4 separate regions of the Mus musculus genome follow, and regions 1, 3 and 4 are each linked to region 2. Evidence: chromatin contacts called from public Hi-C and HiChIP or PLAC-seq data. All regions are on one chromosome and are shown on one strand. The core of a region is the stretch at or near the end of the contact, and the rest is flanking DNA. Distances in the headings are between cores, read along the strand shown.

Region 1 (2,700 bases), core at 150-2,649, 250 kb before region 2:
AAGACTGGGTTGCTAAAATGTCTCCTAAGTCAGACAGACTTTGAATTCCACCTTATGCCTGTGTCCTGGGCCTGACACTAAACATCAATTGTACTGGACAGAGCCAGGGGTGGTTATTTGCTTTGAACCTACGAACAACCCTACCACAGATCTGGATGATTAAAAACCAAGCTGACAATACTGTCTTTTAGAACTCTTTGAGGGGTTTGGAACAATCAGGAAACTTTAGCCTGTGTTTTCAGAATCTGCTGTCAGGGAAGGTCATCTGAATCATATCCATCAAATGTTGGTGATGACTCACTGTCCAACAAATCTCTTTTTAAAAACTTGTCTTTATAAATACACAAGAAGATATCACTTCTGTTGTTTTTGAGAGGCTTCCTCATTTCCTCTACCTTCCCTCTTGGCCCCCATGCCGAGCCCACCAAACAAAAGGTTCTGCAGAAGAGGTGTACAAACATCTTCACTGCCTACTGATTAAAATGTCTTCAGATACCCCGGATCCTCCGTAGCAGTTGCCCTCCCCTGATTCTGTTCTTCTCTGGCCCTGTCAAGGCTGACTCATTGAAGCCTGAAGGCTTTGCTTCTTAGGGGTTATGGCCTGTGGGGAAGTGAAAGAGTTGCTTGCTGGAGCCAGGTGGTAATTAAATATACAGATGCAGTCCAGTGAAATGGCTATTGCTCAGAAGAGGGTCCCAGCCAACTTAGACCAAAGAGAAATGTTCCTAAAGAGAAGCCTGGGACTGCTTTTCCCTTCACTGGGCCATCAGAGGGGGTAGGAAGTAGGCAAGGAAAGTGTTGTTTTCCAAACCACAATTCCAAGTGCTGCAGACTGAAACAAAGGACTACTTTGTGCTAAGACAGCACCCTGTCACCGAGTTACAATGCCAGTCTTAGTGAGGCCCCTTTGAACTGCATTTGGACAAAGGGGCAAGAGCAAAAGGGAAAAGTGTAGGGTACTTTATTGTAAATTCATGTTCCCAATCAAGATGATTCTGCTGTCCAGAAGGCATTTGACAAACTCTATACAAAAGTTTAGGAATTACAGTTGAGGGTCCGCTATTGTTGTCTATGGAATAAGGGCTAGAAAGTCCACTAACCAGTCTAACTGGCATAAAGCAGCCTTCCCTGACTAAGAATGGTCCAAGATAAATTGTCACTTGTGCTAAGGTCGAGAGGCTCTGCTCTAAATATTGATCTAATTATTGTTACAGACTCCAGTGAGCTGTACCTCAGAGGATGTGCAGCTCTCTTCCCCCTAGCTTCTCATTTCCAGGTTTGCTCCTTAGTCCATTAAGTAGTACACAGCCCCTTCTGGACACAGACGTGATGCAGACACAGCTCTCCTGTGCTGAATCACACCTTGTGTTGTGAAAGCTCTTATTGCAGAGCAGTGGAAACCGTGCTTTTTCTTATCCATGTTGCTCTTAGCAACCAAGCTCTCAGTCTTTATTCAATTACTCAGTCTACAGTCATGTGTTTTTAAGCTACATGTTCCTTCTTAAACACACCGTTCTCTTTTCTGACCTCACAAAAATTTCCACACTCCTGATTTGACTCTTGACTGTGCTAGGCTCAGCTGCATCCTTCCTTTCTGCCTCTACAGGAAAGTCCTTCTAATTTCCATGCACCTGTCTCCTATGAATGTATCAGTGGCCATACACACCCAACTTTCTTTCCTCTAAAAATCCAGGGTTCATTGTCATGTGATAAGCTAATCTTTCCACCCAAGTCTCATCACATATCATCTTGTCTCTTTTGAGACATTTTGTAACAGCATGCCATTGCCTTCTATGACATTCTCAAGGGTCCTATGCTAGAGCAAAATTTCTACCCTTGTTTCTCTGGCTCTTTTCACAGATTGTTTTTTTTGTTGCCTTGGCTGTGAGCTGTTCTTCCCTGGAAAGGAACTGACATGGAGTTTGACCCACAGTAGGAAAGCAGGAGCCATTGCTCTAAGTGGGCCACCTTAGTTTAAGATGGTATGAGACAGGTAAAAAAGTAGCCAGTGGACCCCGGTTGTCTCTACTTGCCTATACTTTCTGTTTAGAACAGTTTCATGACTGCTATCCCTGCTGAACAAAATGTGCCCCAGGCCCACCAGCAAAAGCATGGAGGCGGCAGCTATGCAGAGTCAGTAGCCATCCAAGGGGTAGAAGCAATTTCCAATGAAACCCCTGAGAGCTACCCCTTTGGGCCCCTCATAAGAGACCACACCTACTTCTAAGATTGTCCTTAAAGTTCCAATGTATTAATCTGCAGCTTTTTGACAGCTTATTCCATGGCTAATTCTCTGACTTTCCAAATCCTCCTTGCTAGACTAACATTTGTTTAGAGATATTTTTTACAAGGAATCTCTAATTTCTATATTAATTATAGGGGTCATGTTTTTCTGACCTTCAAATGACAGTCTGGGAGGAATCATGCTGGAGTTGAAGCCCAGAAGCTTCCCCTTTTAGGACTAGCTCTCATATGAGAAGGTGCTATGCAAGCTCCCGAGAGGGAAAAATCAGTAGTCCTACCATGACAGTAGTACCATGAACCACAAAAGTGACTGGGCTGGAAAGATACCCACAGTAGTAGGGTGGTACAACAATGACACTTTTTTTTTCCATCTTGGGAATAGCTGAGAATTGCCTAAATGTACTTAAGGCCCACTAGACAGGAAGGAATTTATGCCTGGTACTGTAAATCTAGCAA
Region 2 (2,700 bases), core at 37-2,536:
ATGCCCTGGAACGGAATTCTTCTAATAAAAGATGTATCATTTTAAATGCGCGGAATTCTGATTCTGGTAATTCGTGCACTAGAGTGTCTATTTCGAGGCAGAGGAGGTATCATATGACAGCTCACGTCAAGGCAGCGTGGAGCCCTCTCGTGGACTCCCACCCACTTTCCCATTCACCGAGGAGAGGACTGCTCTCGCTGCCGCTCCCCCCACCCACCCCCGGCGAGCTAGCATGAAATCTCCCAGCCTCTGCCTAGATCAAATGGAGCTTCTCGCTGAAGGCGTGCGAGTATTACCTCCGCCATGCAATTTCCACTATCAATAATTTAACTTCTTTGCTGCAGAACAGGAGTACATATCGGCCACCAAAGACTCGCCCCCTCCCCCTTTTAACTGAAGAGAAGGGGAAATATATAGTAAGAGTCTAGAACCTTGGGGACCGGTCTTCCCCAGAGCAGCTGCCTTGATGTTTACTTTGACAAGTAGTGACTGAAAAAGGTGGGTTTCTTTTCTTTCTCTTTCCTCACCCCCCCCCCCGCCCCCGTTTGGTCTGCTGGGAAGCATATGGCTTTAGTGAGGTCTGTTATTGCCTAGGCTTCCCGGCTAGAAGCAGTAACTTGGTGTAATGCTATCCGGGGTTATTCATTAATAAAAAATACTGTTATTATCTTGATTGAATTCTATTAGGCACACTCCGGAGAGGTCAGGGCGCAAACTCTGGTTAAGCCGATGTGTTTAAGGTAGCGGAGTAAACCATAACCCCGCACACTCTGTGTAGTTTCATTGTGTGTTCGCTTTTTCTAGCTTTGTGGTGCGGGAAGGTGCGGGAAGGTGTGTCTGGGGCCGGGGCCTGGGGGTGGGGGTGGATGCACGCCCTCTCCCACAGAACTTGGGTGCTGGGATGGAAAAGATGGGGAGAGTTGCAAACCAGGGGAGAAAGATTTGAACGTGTGAGACTCACACTCGCTTCCTCCTACTCTAGAGCACATTGCGGGGAGTAGGGTGCCTAGGAACCGGGATTCGACCACCCCTCCTAGCAAAGGGCACCCTGCGGAGACCGCAGAGGGCAGGCACAGAGCTTTGGGTTTAAGCAGCGAGCTCCGGGGAAATGGAGAGAAGCCAGTGCAAGGCGATCAGGGATACCCCGAGGGCTTCCGAGGGCTTCCGAGGGCTTCCGAGGGCTGAGCCCCCGCAAGGAAAAGGCGCGTCGTCCCCTTTAAGCAGCCACCCCAATGGGTATCGGTGGCGCGGCGGAGCAGGGAGGGGATAGGGGCGGCGCTGTCTGACCAATCGAAGCTCAACCGAAGAGCTAAATAATGTCTGACCCCAGTGCCTGGCTCTGGCTGAGCTCTGGGTGCCCGTCGCTGCTGCCGTGCCGGGGCGCACCCGCTGGCTGGCTGTCGCACGGTTCCCAGTGCGCCCGGGACTCCCGGGCTTGGAGAAGGAAACCGCCTGGGGCGGCGCGCCACCTCCGCCTGGGAGGCTTTGATGAGACCCGGTTCCTTCAACTGCCACCACTGCCTTGGGGCAGACGAGAAAGCGCACGGGGCCCAGGGCAGGGCGCAGGGACCAGAAGCGTGACAACAATGTGACTCCACTGCCGGGGATCCGAGAGCTTTGTGTGGACCCTGAGGTAGGCGACTGCGGGGCGTGGGGCTAAGTGCGAGAGCCAGAGGCGCGTGCGCCCGGGAAAGTTGGCTAGGGGACTGAGAAGTTGTGGGACTGCAGAACTCCGGCTTCACCTTCGTCCCGGGACAGCGGAGGGGCGGGCTTGCTCCTGGGGAGCGTTCTCCCGGGATCCCACGACTCTGAGGGACAGTGCGACCCCAGGAATCCCTTCAGTGTGAGAGAAAAAGCCAAGGGAAGAGGACGACTTGCGCCATGGGAGCTAAGCCTGCGTCCCGGGGATCCCCGAAGTCCTCCCGCAGACGAGGAAGGGTGGTGAGAGAGATATAGAGCGACAGCTGTTGGGGGCTCAGACGGATGGCACCGGGACAGGGCTGGGATGAGAGCCCTTACCACCGGCTTAGGCACTCTCCACGCAAATTTGGACCGGGGTGGTGTGTAGTCCGAGAATGGGTCTTGGCGCCTTCTGTCCTCATCTCTTTTCCTGGGTATCACAACAGGCTGTTCACTGTCACCTGCTCTCTAGGGAGTACTACCAAAGCTTACTTACAGGTCCAAGGTCAACGTTTAACTAGGAAAACTTGGGACCCTTCTTATCGCTGGGGCCTGAAAGGGTCTGCGGAACTCCAGGACAGCCTGTATCCGACCCTCTGTCCATCCTGCGCACCTCCCTTTGGGCATCCTCCTGAGGAAGTGAAAGTTTTGACTTTCATCCGGGAGTAGGTTGGGTGTTTATGGAGGATGAAGAGGCTAGTTTTGATTTCCAGGGATGCTGAAACAGGAAGAGCAATGGATAAGCGACCTAAGCGTAGAAAGAAATAGCTGAAGATGGGGGCTTTGTGCTTGATGACAAGGAAGAAGGGGAAATTGCTGCCGGGGGTGGGGGGGGGGTGGTGTTGTTCCCCCCGGGGCTGCTGAGGGCGGTGAGCCACAGGCTGTGAGTTTGAGTTTGAACTGGTGTTTTAGTGAAAACAATTCGTGAGTTGGGGGTGGAGCCTGGGCTAGGAAACTGGGGATGGGGACTTGGGGATGGGGGGAGCCGGAGGGAGAGAGGGAGGATCCAAGGAGGAGGGA
Region 3 (2,700 bases), core at 188-2,687, 160 kb after region 2:
TGAATTATTTTTTAAGCTTTCAAAAGTTGTATTCGGATGTAATGACCAAATACAAAAACAAACAAAATCAAAAATGATGTGTTTAATGGTCACCACTATAGTGTTTCTACTTGTATGTGTTAAAATTTAAGATTCATCCTCTCAGCAAGTTCCAAGCACAGAATGCAGTATGCTAAGGGTCATGCTCATGCCATACAGTCTTCTTGTGTGGATTTTAAAGTCAGCTTTACAGGAGAGCACTTCACTGGTCTTGCAGAGGACCCAGCTTCAGTTTCCAGCACCCACATGGTGGCTAACAATTGTCTGTAACTCCAGTTCCAAGGGATCTAACATGCTTTCTGGCCTACGTGAATACCAACTACGCCAATGGTACATAGACATACATGCAGGGAAAACACTCATCCAAAAAAAAATAAAATAAAATAAAATTTAAAGCTCTCTCCCCTCAAGCTTGTCTACCAGCAGAAAGGGATTTTTCATTCTCTTCTGCTCTGCCCTCACCTGCCCTGCTAATGCCTGAGGGCTGAAGGCTTTCTGCAAAGTCTCTAGTTTCTCTCTACCTCAGGGACTTGCTTAACATTCCCACAGCCCACACTCCACCCAAGGCTCTACTGCCTTAATTTCTCTTTGCAGAGTTTATCATCATCCAACAGTTCTACGGCACTTACCTATTTCCTTTTTCATTGCTTCTCCTGAAATACACAGGCATGCACATGAACACGCCAAGAACACATATTGTAGGTAGCTCAATTTATTTTTTTTTTATCTCTAGAAGCTAGAATACTATATAATACTCACTAGACCCTCTTTTCTTTTCTCCTTTGTTCATCCTTTCTCCTTCCCCCCGAACACTTCACTCTTCCCACCATTCATCTGTGGCTATATCATGGCAAAAAATGTATTCGATCACCGAATCCCAAGGAATAAGATAAACATAGTTCTTTACCTTGCTAGAAACAACCCTTGCTCATGGATAAAGAATATACAATACATTTAACTTATATCTACTAGATCCTGCAGTGTGTCAGGTTTCCCGTGATTAAGATAGTATGCATTAAGATAATCTATATTCTCAAATCACAGTCTAGTTTAATTAAAAAGATATTTAAATATATAGGAAATAAGAGAATGATGCTTGCCAAAATAGTGTTACTCAGTGAGGAAGGAATTAGGAGAGGTTTAAAAATAAATCAGTGTGTGTGGTCAAGGCACTTTCAGAAATAACTATCAATTAGAGGGAAGACTAATAGCCGACTGTGAGTTTGGTGGAGAACTTGTCCCCATTTGAGCAACCTGGGGAGTTGATCCAATGACTCGTGTTCCTTTGACAATGAGTCATGCTTAATTTCACGATAGTTTTGCTGTGTTTGTGGTTATGAAACGATCCTCACGCTACCATTCCTAATATTAGAAGATTCTGTTCTAACCAGTACCAAGTGTCAGTCAAGGGAGTGGGTGTGTGTGGTGTGGGGTTTATTTGTTCTCTGGCAGGCCTGGGTTACAGTGAACTCAGCACTTGCCAAATAAGAAAACATCCTGGAACTTTCCTTAATTTGCTGAATGAGACTAAACAAGAGGTGCTTGGGGGCACATTCAGGGGAACTCAGCGAGCCGGATGGAGGGATTCAGAAGGTGAATAGTAAGAGCTGAAATGTTCTCTTGCAATGAAATTGCCCTTCTGAGTAAACGTTCAGCAAACTGGCAGATCCATAACTCTGGGGTTCAGAGGGCTGAGCAGAGCAATAGCAACAGCACGAAGTTGTCTTGAGAACACAGCCCCAGTTTCTAGACTGTATTTCATTCGTGAACACTTCTGAAGCTCCATTTCTAATTCCATTTACAACCAAAAATGGAAACTTTGCTCATAAAAGGACTCAGTATAGCTGGGCAGTGGGGTCAAATGTCTTTGATGGAAGCACTTGCGAAACAGAGATGTCTGTAAGTTCAAGGCCAACCTGGTCTACAATACGGTGTGAGTTCTGTGTAGCCAAGGCTACATAGAAAAACCTTACCTTAAACTCCACTCCCTCCAAAAATGAGGACACAGGGACCTCACCACTACCACTAAAAATGAGGGCACAATATGAAGACACAGGGAAATGGTAAAGTGTTTGAATGAACTTGAGGGGGGGAAGGTAGGACTGGAGAATAGCTAAGTGGTTGCTGGATATTTCACATTCATTACCCCATCTGATCTGCATCATATTCCTGATGGCTAATAGTGCTTACTTTCTCTATTTTATAAAATGAACACTGAAGCTCAGATAGAGGAGAGATTTCCAACATAAGAGTCAGGACTTGAGCTCTGTTTTGGTTTTAGTTTTGTTTTTGTTGTTGTTTATTGTTGCTGTTATTATTATTGTTCCTCCCTTCTAACTTATATTCTTTCTTCTCCACCTCCTCTGCAAAAAGATCTGGAAAATAAGTTGTAAAGCTCTAGTCTAAAGCCAAGTTTCATGACCTAGGCTTACTATTGGGAATCACTGGGAATTTAACCCTCCAATGGCTGGAGCGTCATATTTGGTGGGAGTATAATCTGGACACTGAGGGTTTTTTTTTTTTTCATTTTAACTTGTTCCTATTGAAAAGAAACTTTTCACTCAATATATTTTGTTCATGTTTACCCCTCCCCCAACTCCTCTGAGATCTTATCCACCTCCCTATCCAACCAACTTCATGTTCTTTCTCTTTTATTTTATT
Region 4 (2,862 bases), core at 363-2,862, 150 kb before region 2:
TCCATTTTGAACTTTCCCTCTTTTTTTTTTTTTTTTTTTCACTCCAGTAGACTGGTCAGACACTGTCACTAAGATCCCTGAAGGATGAGAAAATGTGAACAAGACTCATTTTTCTTTCTTCAAGTCACTTCCTGCAGGGTAGAAACCTCGTGTGCTTTAGTGGGCTTCCCACTTCCCTACCACATCTCAGCTATTAAAGTTGTTCACACATAGGGCTCCCATTGACCCTGGCTCTCTCCCTAATTGAACCCAAGAACTAAAACATCCTTTACAATAAGCACTTCTTTGTAATAGACAGATTTCCTGGACCCATAAAACAGCTTTTAGAAAGGGTGAGCTGTATTTAAGGAAGACATTAATATAGTGCCACAAAATGAGGTTTGCTGACATATGACTCTTTGAATAATTTACTCTAAATAAATTAACACCAGAATTTACATTTACCTTTGAAAGTCCAATTTACTGGAGACTCTGAACATGTGTCCCCTTGAGAATGGGAAAATAAAAAACACAAGCTTTTGTTGGGCTGATTTGCTATGAGCTAAACCATAAAAACCAAAATGATCACTTTTTCTGGAAAAAAAAAAAAACACCTCCCTCCACTTCCTTCAGACCCCCATGTGATGATCTCTCTTCTCCCAGGAGTATTCTTGTTGTCTGATAATATGAGTTCAGAGTTCAGTCCCCAGAAAGGACAACAAGAGAGAAAGGAAATGACCTCATTCAAAGGTCTAGCCTCTTTATCCTCAACCAGAGTCAGAAGTTATCACTAAATTCTCTACATATAGTGTCTTCCTTATGCCCAGTGAGATACTCACGGGAAATGCATATACTGACCCCTTCTAAAGATTATGGCTCTGTTTTAAGGAGGTACCATGCTCAAGAGAGAAGGATGTAGACTCCAGGCTCATATCTGGAAAGTCTTATTTTAGAGTTCTTTCAAGTAATTGACACCTCAGCAATAATTAAGATACTTATACAATTCACATGCTCAGTATAAAACAGACTAGAAGTGACATAAAATAATTTAGCAACCAAAAAACATGTCTGGCTTAGTACTAAGGGCAAATTATTTCCATAGTGGTCAGGGCTAGTTATTTTGGGGTGTCCTCTTATTGTTATAAGAAAACTCTATTTTTCAGAGACTGAAAATAGTTCTCTATGATTGAGGAACAAAAATATGTGAACAATGCCTTTAATAGAGTAGAAAGGTAAAAACAGGGACCTTTTGGCCCATTAAAATGAGTGCATGATTTTTCTCTCCTCTCCAGCTGGCCGCTAACCAGAGAGGCTGATGGGCATAGCAGGATTTCTGGGTACATGTGGTTCCAGCATATGGAGCTATGTTGCTGCCTTGAGCCTGATAATAGCATCCCCTCCTCATTGTTCAGGGCCATCAAACAGTCTTAATCAGTATGCAAACACTGAATGTGAACACCAGTCGAGTTCCTGCCCTACATACATACATATTGCGATATTCCTGTATTTACCCCTAAGTTGCGTTTCACCAACAGCCCTTGGCTTCATGCGGGCTTTGCCATGGAAGCACCTAACACCCTCCATTCTAATATTCCTGTTCCAGCAGCAGAGCAGAGTGGTGAAGAATGTGGACTTTGGAATCAGAGCTGGCACCAAAACCTGGCTTTGCCACATTGGAACAGTATGACTCGTGGCAGATTATCCAACCTCCTAAATGTCGATTTTCTCAACTGTAAAATTAGCAGAGTGCACCAGTTAACTGTGTGGGCCCCAGAGTCAGACTCTAGATATTTCCATACAAAAATCTCTTACTCACACGCTGGCACATCATGAAGCTGCTCAGCCTCTGCCTCCATTTCTTCTCTGCTAAATAGGTGTAGCAAGAACACCTACCAAGCAGGGGAAGAGCAGATGGGACAGTCCATACAGATTGCCCAGTTCAAATACTTGGAAACTATTACTGCTGCTAGTTAAAATAGGCTCCAAGACAGAACTTTGAGTGTTAGGAATAACAAATGTAGAGTGCTTTACAAACACATTCAGTCAAATGCACAGTTGCTTGGATTAGATGCAATAAAAGACATCTTTAATCGTATTTTTTTTCTCTCAAAATCATTCAACCAGCAAATACTGATAGCTCTATTGTCAAAGCTTTCCAGAATCCAACCACCTCCCCCTTCCTCTGGGCCAAACCATCTCCACTCTGCTGGCTCTCCTCTATGAGGATCTCCTAGCTGCTCACCTGAATTTCATCTTTCCACATAAGGTCTATTCATCAATACAGGGACATGTCATTTGCCTTAGAGTTTGTCTGTCCTTCAAGAATATATCTTTTTTACTTTATGACAATGACTTTGTAAAAAGTTCCACAGATATCAGAGTGAGTTTCCATATGCCCTTTGCCCAGTGTCACCATAACGTTGGTTTGATCTATAATGACTAGAACCACACCATGCATAAATGTAGCATGTCACTGGTCACAGCTTCTGCTTGCTATTTGCCGTTCCTTTAATGCATTGTGTGTACAGTTTTGTTCCTGGATAAAACTTGAGATATCATACTGTACTAAGCTGTTGCTTCTGTTGTCTCTTCTAGTTTGTGATAATTTTTTGTTTGTTTGTTTGTTTGTTTTGGTCTTTAATCTTTTGGGAAACTATTTTGCTGTTTGTTTTAGTCTTTAATCGTTTGTGAAACATTTTAAAGAGTATTTGTCAATTGTATTATAAAATTTCCAACAGCATGCTGAGACTTTCCCATGACTGGGATTATGTATTTCTGTTGATGGTATGTATGTACGTAGCATGTTTATATACATGTTTGTGTTTATGAGTGTATTTGTGTGCAGGTACATGTGTGTGCATATATGGGTCTTTCTTGGTCATT

What was found. HiChIP or PLAC-seq counts read pairs in DNA pulled down with a chosen protein or histone mark. A called contact is a pair of places that touch in the nucleus more often than the background predicts.
Region 1: a CTCF HiChIP or PLAC-seq map of the NIH/3T3 cell line shows a contact between it and region 2, with 7 read pairs. The contact joins the enhancer-like site here to the promoter of Bdnf in region 2. A contact is called at or near these places in 1 of 15 datasets of contacts at CTCF or cohesin (the NIH/3T3 cell line), 1 of 484 Hi-C or Micro-C datasets (liver), 2 of 115 datasets of contacts at active chromatin or transcription factors (both in embryonic stem cells) and 2 of 9 other capture datasets (embryonic stem cells and pancreatic islet).
Region 3: a FOXA1 HiChIP or PLAC-seq map of pancreatic cancer cells shows a contact between it and region 2. The contact joins the enhancer-like site here to the promoter of Bdnf in region 2. A contact is called at or near these places in 13 of 484 Hi-C or Micro-C datasets (the 3T3-L1 cell line, 3T3-L1-derived adipocytes, the AML12 cell line and 8 more), 5 of 115 datasets of contacts at active chromatin or transcription factors (a colorectal cancer cell line, embryonic stem cells, neural progenitor cells and 2 more) and 1 of 9 other capture datasets (adipose tissue).
Region 4: a Hi-C map of cerebellum shows a contact between it and region 2, with 2.3 times the contacts expected there. The contact joins the enhancer-like site here to the promoter of Bdnf in region 2. A contact is called at or near these places in 9 of 484 Hi-C or Micro-C datasets (the NIH/3T3 cell line, cerebellum, embryonic fibroblasts and 4 more), 3 of 115 datasets of contacts at active chromatin or transcription factors (astrocytes and embryonic stem cells) and 1 of 9 other capture datasets (adipose tissue).

Annotation. Positions count from the first base shown.
Region 1 is chr2:109,442,317-109,445,016 of GRCm38.p6, forward strand. No RefSeq gene overlaps it. Among named protein-coding and RNA genes, the nearest start is that of Kif18a, 160 kb to the left of the region's middle. Within about 2 kb of position 1,400, at least 26 of the 459 cell types and tissues checked have an H3K27ac peak or open chromatin away from gene starts, as enhancers often do. A contact at or near this core is called in the NIH/3T3 cell line, where this site is marked.
Region 2 is chr2:109,692,277-109,694,976 of GRCm38.p6, forward strand. Bdnf (brain derived neurotrophic factor) reads left to right here and starts at 1,287. Exons shown (of 2, transcript NM_001048142.1): 1 at 1,287-1,633.
Region 3 is chr2:109,854,419-109,857,118 of GRCm38.p6, forward strand. No RefSeq gene overlaps it. Among named protein-coding and RNA genes, the nearest start is that of Lin7c, 35 kb to the right of the region's middle. Within about 2 kb of position 1,438, at least 20 of the 459 cell types and tissues checked have an H3K27ac peak or open chromatin away from gene starts, as enhancers often do. A contact at or near this core is called in a colorectal cancer cell line and pancreatic cancer cells, where this site is marked.
Region 4 is chr2:109,545,364-109,548,225 of GRCm38.p6, forward strand. No RefSeq gene overlaps it. Among named protein-coding and RNA genes, the nearest start is that of Bdnf, 150 kb to the right of the region's middle. Within about 2 kb of position 1,613, at least 3 of the 459 cell types and tissues checked have an H3K27ac peak or open chromatin away from gene starts, as enhancers often do. A contact at or near this core is called in cerebellum, where this site is marked.